Regions from separate parts of the Hordeum vulgare genome. Here region 2 is linked to region 1. Evidence: chromatin contacts called from public Hi-C data. All regions are on one chromosome and are shown on one strand. Each heading gives the region's core, a stretch centred on a gene start, on an enhancer-like site or on the middle of the called end of the contact. The rest is flanking DNA. Distances are from core to core; before and after follow the strand shown. Region 1 holds the start of LOC123412186. Region 2 holds the start of LOC123411622 (RNA-binding protein 208).

What was found. Hi-C and Micro-C count contacts between places; a contact is called where the count stands out from the background.
Region 2: a contact with region 1 is called in a Hi-C map of leaf, with 6 times the contacts expected there. The contact joins the promoter of LOC123411622 here to the promoter of LOC123412186 in region 1. A contact is called at or near these places in 4 of 6 Hi-C or Micro-C datasets (leaf and seedling) and 1 of 1 datasets of contacts at active chromatin or transcription factors (embryo).

The regions. Positions count from the first base shown.
Region 1 is chr7H:187,404,526-187,409,161 of MorexV3_pseudomolecules_assembly, forward strand. LOC123412186 reads left to right here and starts at 1,810. Exons shown (of 4, transcript XR_006613437.1): 1 at 1,810-2,088.
Region 2 is chr7H:187,687,892-187,692,527 of MorexV3_pseudomolecules_assembly, forward strand. It overlaps LOC123411622 (RNA-binding protein 208), which reads left to right and starts at 2,079. Exons shown (of 12, transcript XM_045104587.1): 1 at 2,079-2,478; 2 at 3,427-3,488; 3 at 3,806-3,908; 4 at 4,400-4,476; 5 at 4,571-4,632. The coding sequence starts at 2,317.

The DNA.
Region 1 (4,636 bases), core at 560-3,059:
TTATCTTAGCAAGTTAGAGCTAACAAATATACTAGCAATTCAATATAACTAGAAGGAAAACATGTGCCTGATGCTTCGTGGCAAATTCCAAACCCCGCGCCACATAATAGATTTATAAATTTCTCTTGGTATAAAGAAAAAAGTTCTTCAGCCGACCTTTGCATCATTTGAAACCAATTAAGCTTTGTTTTTGTGATCAAGCAAGAACGTTTGAGGAAATAAATAAGAAACAACCCCAACATCCATTCTTTTTAGCGTTTTTTAATGATGGGATGTTGTTTGGGTGACCTCGCTTTAGGCTAAAATAAATCTCTAGTTGTCATTTATGTAGCCAAGCCCATCTTTTTTATGTTTGATTGGGACGCCTACTCTTTGGGGAGATTTTTCTTATTGATGCCTTTTATAATAGACTAGCAAAAGAGCCCGTGCGTTGCAACGGGTAAGAAAAACACACACTAATCTAACAGTCTTGAGACCATAGGCCCATGTCCTTTATTTCAACACATGACATCCCATCTGTATTTCTATTTACCCTTCTTCCCACGCCCGTCGACGCTGGCCTTAGTGTTCGCACCATCACAACATGTTTGAATGTTGTCAATCTTAAGATGTCTCCCTCTCGACATAAAATGATAAATTTATTAGCCTGTGAGGTTTCGACGAGACGTGCATGCGTGATTATATATATTGTTTTTGTTCTCCATCCTAGTTTTGCCAAAGTGTTCATTTTCAATTCGAATCGACACCGATATGAAGGAAAGACTTATCATGCGCTATCGATTAAGGTTTTATCGTAAATAGCATTTTTTAAATGGTTAACACGTAAAATAATATCATATTCAGATTCTACATATTGTTCTAATCAAATTTCATATATAACATGTTAAATTTAGAGTGAGCGTTAAAAAGATATGAATTTTCAAAGAATCAATTAATATGTACTGCGAGTTGATACCAGAAAACTTGAGGGAGGTCTCTACAAAAAAAATATAACGGACTAAGAATACCTATTTCTTTTATTAGTAGGTATATATGACTATTTTTTTTCTTGATGCCTTTTAGAATATGTGGCAAAATGTTTTTGCCCTCAATGATGGTGGTGAACTGATGATAAATGCGCCTCGTTAGCCAGACATTTGCAAGATAGTGACAATTTTTCCCTTTTGGTTGGGCAACGATGATTAGGTGACAATCTATTTTTCTCTCGATGCCTTTTAGAATATGTGGCAAAATGTTTTTGCCCCCTCAATGATGGAACGGATGATAAATGCGTCTTGTTAGTCCATATATTTGCAGAATAGGTGACAAAATTTTCCTTTTGGTTCATGCTACGTTGATTAGGTGACAGTCTGTTTTTTTGACCCGCAACGATGAATAGGTGACAATCTATTTTTTTTCGCAACGATGATTAGATGACAATTTGTTTTCTTTTTGTCCACAATGATGATTAGGTGGTAATCTATTTCTTTTTGTTGATGCCTTTCAAAATATGTGAGCAAATTTTTTTGCCCCGCAATGATGACGAATAAATGATAGATATGTCTCCTTAGCCATGAAATTTGTAGAAGTGGTGAGAAAAAAAATCGGTGAAATTTTGCAAAACAGGTGAGGAAACAAATATTTTTGACAAGACTAGCTGGCATATCCCCGAGCACCTACTTAGTGAGAATCCCAGATAACCCAACACAGGAGTCGAACTCTGGAAGCTGGGCACACCAACGTGAACCCAACCACTGGGCTACCGCACCGTCCTCGTCACATGTACTCCTTCAGTGGTTAATATAATATATTGATATTGTTTCGTATATTGAAAGTTGAAACCCGTCGCTCTCTGCGTCTCCCGGTCGCAGCTCTCAGCCTCTCCCCCGCCGCCTCCCATCCCCTTTCTCTCGCACAGCCGGCGTCAGATTCCGTCGCGGTCCGCCACTCCGGCCGCCGCCTAGCACGGCCACGACCACGGGCTGATTTACCACTTCCACCATATGGATTCGGTCTTCCCCGCCACCACCGCTCGCGCGCCGTACTAGGGTTTCCGGCTGCTCCATGGACAAGCAGCTGCAGCTCCTCCCCAACACAACCGCTGCTAGGGTATGCATGTGTTCTAATTAGAGATTAAGATATTATTCTTGCATGCCCGGTTCAGTCAAATAATCCAAAATTGCTTATCTTCTTTGAACCAGGTTCATTGCAATATCAAAAGCTTTTTTGCATGTCCTCTTATATAAATAATGTTAGAGTTATAATATAAGTCATGTACCTTTTTGTATTTATCCCAATATATAAGGGGTTTCTTGCATATAGTCCACCACATGTACATGTATATATACTGGCCTATGGCCTCATGATAATACAAGTTGCTTTCCTAACATGGTATTAGAGCTTAGGTTTTTTTTAGCACGCGCAACGAATGCTCCTCTCGATCCCAACCCACAGCCGTCGTTGCTCCCTTGGCGAGGCGTCTCGTGCTCTTGTCTGGTCCCGCTGGAACACATCTCGGTTCCCTTGACCCGATCTGCAGAGCTGTCATCGTCCCAGGAGGAATTCTGTTGCTGCCGCTCCTTCTTTCAGGCCCGATCCCGCCGCTAAACAACCCTCTCGCCGGATCAGGCGCGGAACGTGCTGCTGGATTAGCCTGCTACCGCGGATCGGGCTGCTGCCGAATCGGGCTGCTGCCGCGGATCTCCAACCACCCACGGGAACGCCACCTCGACTGCTGGATCAGGCGCCAATCGCCAGGCGCCGCCCGGAACCGCTCGCTGCACCCCGATCCGCTTCACGCGCGCGCCAGGATCCGCGGGAGCGCCGCCAGAATCCGCGGGACGCACTCCCGCTTAGCAGTTCCAGGTTCGCCGCGGGACGCACTCCCACGAGGAACGCCGCCCAGACTCTAGCAGTTCCAGGATCGGCTCTAGCAGTTCCTGCCGACGCGGTTTGCAGATCGGCTCTCACGGTTCCAGTCGACGCGGTTCCCGATCCGTTGACTGACTTCCTTTCCAGAAAAATAAAATAAATTAAAAATAAAAACATGTCTACTGCATCTGGCTATGTTGGTGTCCCTCGCTGTTCGGTGATCTTCGATGGAACTAACTACACCGAGTTCACTGGCTTCATGCGCATTCACATGCGTGGCATCCCTCTCTGGGGAGTTCTCTCTGGCGAGATCTGTTGTCTGCCATGTCCGGTTCCTCCTGTGGCTCCCACTCCTCCGACTCCACCGGTTCTTCCTGCGGATGCTCCTCAGGCTACGAAGGATGCGGCTAAGGTTGCTGATGAGGCTGCTATTCGTGCTTATGATGAGAAGGTTTTGATCTATGAGGAGGCTCTTCAGGTGTATCATGGTGCTCTGTCTGTTTACACCCAGTGGCTTGATGATGATGCCCGTGCTGCAGCTGTTCTCACTGCCAGTGTTCTGCCTCAGTTTGCCTCTGAGTTTCTGGGCCTTCCTACTGTCTTTGAGATGTGGACTCACCTTCGTCAGTGCTATGAGCCCTCTGGTGATGCCTTATATCTCTCTGTAGTTCGTCAGGAGCATGTTCTTCAGCAGGGTGACTCTACTATTGATGACTTCTATGCACAGAGTTCTGCTATCTGGCGCCAGCTTGATTCTCTCCGCAGTGCTGGTTGTCGTAGTTGCTCCTGTTGCCAGGCTGTCCAAGCCGATTTGGAGTTTCATCGCGTCTACGAGTTCCTGTCTAGGCTCCGTAAGGAGTTTGAGCCTCGGCGTGCTCAGTTGTTTGCTCGTGGCCGTATTTCTCTCGTGGAGGCGCTTTTTGAGATTCGTGCTGAGGAGACTCGCTTACGTGGTGCTGGTTTGCTGGAGGTTCCCTCGGTGCTCGCTGCTCGGACTTTTTCTACGCCACCTGCTGCACCGACCCCCTCTCGCTCGAGTGCTCCGCTGCTCTTGCCCACTCCTTCTGGCGGCTCAGGACGCCCCCGTTCACATTGTGGCTACTGCAACAATGATGGTAATATTGAGTCCCACTGCTACACGAAGAAGAAACACTTGCGCAAGGCGCGCTCATCATCTACATCGACTTCATCATCTACCTCGACAGCTTCAGCCATCGCTTTGACTGAGCAGGATATTCTAAGATTTAAGCGTCTGCTCGCTGCTTCAGGTTCTTCCTCGACGGGTACTGCTGGTTCTGTACTGAGGCTTCCCGTACTGAGCAACCACCTTCTACACAGTCAGGTACATCCCCATGGGTTCTGGACTCTGGAGGTTCCTTTCATATGATTTCTAATTCTTCCACTCTGTCCTCTCTTTGATCGCTTGATTCTCCTGTTCATGTCCTCACCGCTGATGGTACTCCACTTTCTGTCGTTAGTAGAGGCACTCTTACCACTCCTTATTCTGTTCCTGATGTTGCTCATGTTCCTGGACTTACCATGTATCTGTTTTCCGCTGGTCAACTTGCTGATTCTGGTTGTCATGTCATCCTTGACCTTGACTCTTGTTCTGTCCAGGACCGTTGCACGCACACCCTGGTTGGGGCTGGTCCTCGCCGCCGTGATTCTGAGGGTCTTTGGGAGTTGGACTGGCTTCATGTTCCTTCCGCTGCCCACTCTATCGCCAGTTCTTCCGCTTTGGTCGCCTCGGCTACTGGTTCCTTCCAGCAGTGGCATCATCGACTTG
Region 2 (4,636 bases), core at 829-3,328, 280 kb after region 1:
GGCAGGTAATGGAGTGGGTGGAGGCATGCCGACACTATGCGGGTCAGCAGTACGGTCGCCGATATTGTAGCCACGAGCTCGCCACTCCGCCATACCAATGCTAATGCCATCCCGTCCTTAGTCATGGGTACCGGTCGCATCAGTCGAGTTGATGCGACGGGTGATCACCACCCGGCCAGTGGGTGGCTATCGAGCCGGGTGGCGATTCATCGAGTTCTAGCCGGCGCGAGTTGCGCATTCGGCTGGGAGGAACCCGAGCCGGCACGGGTCCCGCATCCGACCAAGAGGAGCAGGCGTGCGAGAAAACATTTGTCCCATGCCTTGCCCGAAGGTGAAGGAGTATGCTTGTTGAGCCTACCCTGGGGTTATCCCCCCGTCATACACTCATCACTTACATCCGTCGTGTCTTCCTGCATATAACATACAAAATTAACACTTGGTGTTTATCAATGTTGCAGGTGTAAAATAGCTCATAGAAAAAAAACAAGTGCATGGAAAAGACTTTGCTCGTTTGACGTGTGAGGGCAACCGATCATCAACGTCCAAGAAGTACTATCCTAGCATGGATGATGACTAGAATAAACTATATTGCATTCACTATGGAAACCTAAAGTGATAAAGGCTAGAATAAAAACTAAACTAAGTAGGAAGGACGAACCAGTATCTCGTCTTCTTTCCATATGCAAGCAAACCTCCAACATCATGATGAAGCTTTCATCTCAAACGTCAAGTAAATCACTTTTTTTGATTCTAAAGGGAGTAAGCAATGGCCTCATCATGTTAGTTAAACACACATGATGCGATTAGCTCAAGGAAAACTATGCCACGACGAAGCTTTCCATTCGTTGTTCTTGTGAGTGCATATTTCGCATGGCAAATACTGCTAAATTACATAATCATGTAGGGTTGATGTGCTAGTGCATGCACGGTGGATGGGTGCAAGGGCCAAGAGAACGAGCAAAACGATCCTACGGATCCAAGCCGGATTCATATCTTAAGGATGGTAGGCGGGAAGAGACGGGATCACGTGTCGCCATCACCGTCGGTTCAACCGACGCAGATGCAGCCTTCTTCTTTTTCTCCTCACGGGGCACGTCGAGGACAGTGACAGTATGGGGTGGGGGGAGGGGTGGTGGTTGGGGTTGGTGGGGTGGAGGACGAGGACGATGAATTTATTCCTCTCACGGGGCATGTCGGGGACGGTGAAGGTCACGAGCACGACGACGAGGAATAGATCAAACGAAGACCTTGAACTGGATCAAGTAGACGTGGATCTGGTCCTGAGGTGATCGGTTCAAGAAAAGATATTTCCTCCTGAACCATTATGCCCTTCCCAAAATTAACATATTGAATTTAATTAATTTTAATTTTCCACAAGATCGGACGGCTAATAAAAATCAGAGAAGTAAGGCCCTCTTTGGAACCACCCAGATTATATAATCCAGTTTTTATAATCTATTCTGTCCCCAAACAGGACAAATTATGGTGTAGATTATAAAAACTGGATGGATAAATTATTAAAAACTCATAATCTACTCTATAACAGCTAAAATCAGATTATGGATTGCTAATGACCCATTACCCTTATAAAGTTGGAGACAATTAAATTTCTACCACCGCCACCCTCCTCTTTAAAAAAAAAACAAAGAACAGACATGTCATTATGCAATGTAAAACCTGGATTACAGTTTATATAATCTAACCTCCAAACATGTCCACCTAGATTATTTTTATAAACCAGATTATATAATATATCTTCATAATCCAGATTATTATAATCTATTATGGTTTCAAACAGGGCCGAATGTTAACCCAATCACCGTAAAACAGCTCCTGATGTGGGAGCACAGATTATGCATGATATTTGGGCAAAACAGGCACAAGAACCATTATCATATGATCATATCCGTGTTTATATTTGAAAAAGCGACCCAAATCCTAGCAGGCAGTTGGGAGGCAGGATCACCGGGTCCACCTGTCACTGAGCCATGGGATTGGGGAGCCACACACAAAAGTCCACGTCATCTCCCCTGGATAGGTGAAAATCCCCATACTGCCCCTCCACCCTCCCTAATCTCCATTGGAGTCCGACGAGGAGGAAAACAGAGGGAGAAAAAAGAGGAGAGAGAGCGAGAGCGAGAGAGAGAAAATACGAGGAAAAATCTCACCTCCTCTTCCTCCGTTCCCCTGCTCGATCCGCCACGAGAAATTCGCCGCCAAATCTATTGATCTGTTGGATCCAATCCGCCGATCCGTCGATCGGTTCGCGCGGGCCCTCGGTCCCCCGGTGTCTCGATCCGGTCGGAGTCGGAGGAGATGAATGGCGCCGGCGCGAGCCAGCAGCAACAGCAGCAGCAGCAGAGGCTCCGGCAGCAGCAGCAGCAACAGCAGCAGGCCCTCCTGATGCAGCAGGCGCTGCAGCAGCAGCAGTATCAGTCCGGTGTCCTCGCCGCCGCGGCCGCCGCGGCCATGACTCAGGTCGCCCTCTATTTCCTCGGTTCCTGATCTATTTGTTTGCTCGTGCATTCAGACGCAGCAATGCACGCCGATCTGTCCGTCAGCGCGGAATATTGTTGTTTGCTTGGTGCGTTCCCCCATTTCTTCTCCAGTTGTTGGGGGTAGGTGTGTGTTGTTCGTTAGCGACTTTTTGGCTTGATGGCTGAGTTTCTTCCGTGGAATGGAGCAGCTGCTATTGCCATCTGAGTTGCATTTGCATGGTGGCGCATGTCTTGTTGTCCTCCGGTTGGTTGGAACATTGCTCCATTGCTGTTGGTATTCGAAGCACATTGGTTGGGTAGATGCGATGTAATTGGACAATAGAAGTTTTCAAGGCTTTCGGTTACATTTCCTTGTTTTTGTTTTCATATGCTCCTTGCCTCGTTATCTGTTCAGGCTATGCTTCGCATCTGTTATTTGTATGCACGTGTGATAGCTGTATTGCATGTCGATCTTGGTATGGACCTTGAAGATTGTAGTCTGCGTTTGAGTGAGGATTCTTTGTGACACAATGAATACCGAGTTTTAAATTAAAATTGCTTTCTGTGTCTCTATACTCTTAAGAGCAAGGGCTACTGCTGTCACCATCTGTATAAAGCTTGCCAATTATATTGGCCTATTCATGATACATTGATTGTTGCTCACGGGTTGTTAAATCGATGTGAGATCAATGCTGCATACGCATAGCTCTAGCAGACAGTTGAAACATAGGGTGAGAGGGAGAGAGAGAGAGATGCTTGGATGTAACACAGCACTTGAGTCATTATTATAATGGCATAAACATGACTTTGGAGAACTCGTTTTTTGTTCCTATTGCATCGAGTTTAATTTCATTATCTTTTATATGTTATTTATTTCTCTTTGCTCCTCAACAAGTTTCGGCACCAGCATGTATCTTCTTTTTATTTTTTTTATTTTTACATTTTGCAGATGGAGCCTGTTTCAAATGGCAATCTCCCACCTGGGTTTGATCCATCCACATGTCGCAGTGTGTGAGTGCTTTCGGTGTTCTTTTGTGTTTTCACCTCCATATGATTTTTAGCTTAGTCCTTCTCCTCTTTTAGTCATGCAACTGTGGTTTAATTTTAAAATCAATGTGGAATTCCAAGATGAATTTTTCAAACGGATAGCATAACAACCCATGGTAAAATTTAGATCATGCATAATTTACCGTCGAATCTGTTGCTAATTTATTTCATTCTTTAGTTATTATTAAACCATTATTAAATATGGTTCTATGCTATCGATCTTGATTTTTTATCGATTGTTTCCTGGAATCTGATTTGATTCGCGATGTTGTGACAACTAGGTATGTAGGGAATGTACACCCTAATGTCACTGAGAACCTTCTGATTGAAGTTTTCCAGGGCTCTGGTCCTGTGGAAAGATGCAAGCTCATCCGGAAAGAAAAGGTGCACTTCTACACCCTAATGTGCAATAATACTAGCAAAATTACATGAAAATCTATTGCTTTAAAGGGATTTCGCCTTCCAATTACTTTGATGGCTTTTGTTCATGCACCTCTTGTACTTAACCATAGGTTTGATAAAGAATTAGCGAACGCTGATGTCTTGACATTCCAACATTTTTAATGTTTTAGCCCATGGCTGCCCCGTACCCTACTTGCCGTAAACATGCTTATTGCCCATGGCTGCCCTGTACCCTACTTGCCGTGAACATGCTTATTGCAGTTTATCCTTGTGTGTGTAGGGAACTTTGCTTAGGCTTGTACATATAATTAATTTTCTGTGAATCTATCAAGACACAACCACTTTGTATCTTCTCGAAAATATATACTGGTACTTTTGATATGCTACTGAAAATGTTGCTAAATCGGCAAAAAGCCTACCGTCGTCAGTCAATTTCTATCTGTTTAACAAGGATTATCTCTTGTTCTCTGCAGTCTTCCTTTGGGTTTGTTGACTACTATGATCGGAGGTCAGCGGCTCTTGCAATAATGACCCTTCATGGGCGTCACATGTAAGTTCTGATATATTTAACTTATGTCAACAACAAAGATTCTGGAGTCCTGAATCAACTTCTGACGCTGTCCATTTTGAAATATTTCGCGCAGATACGGTCAAGCAATCAAGGTGAACTGGGCGTTTGCAAGTACACAGAGGGAGGATACATCTGGTGA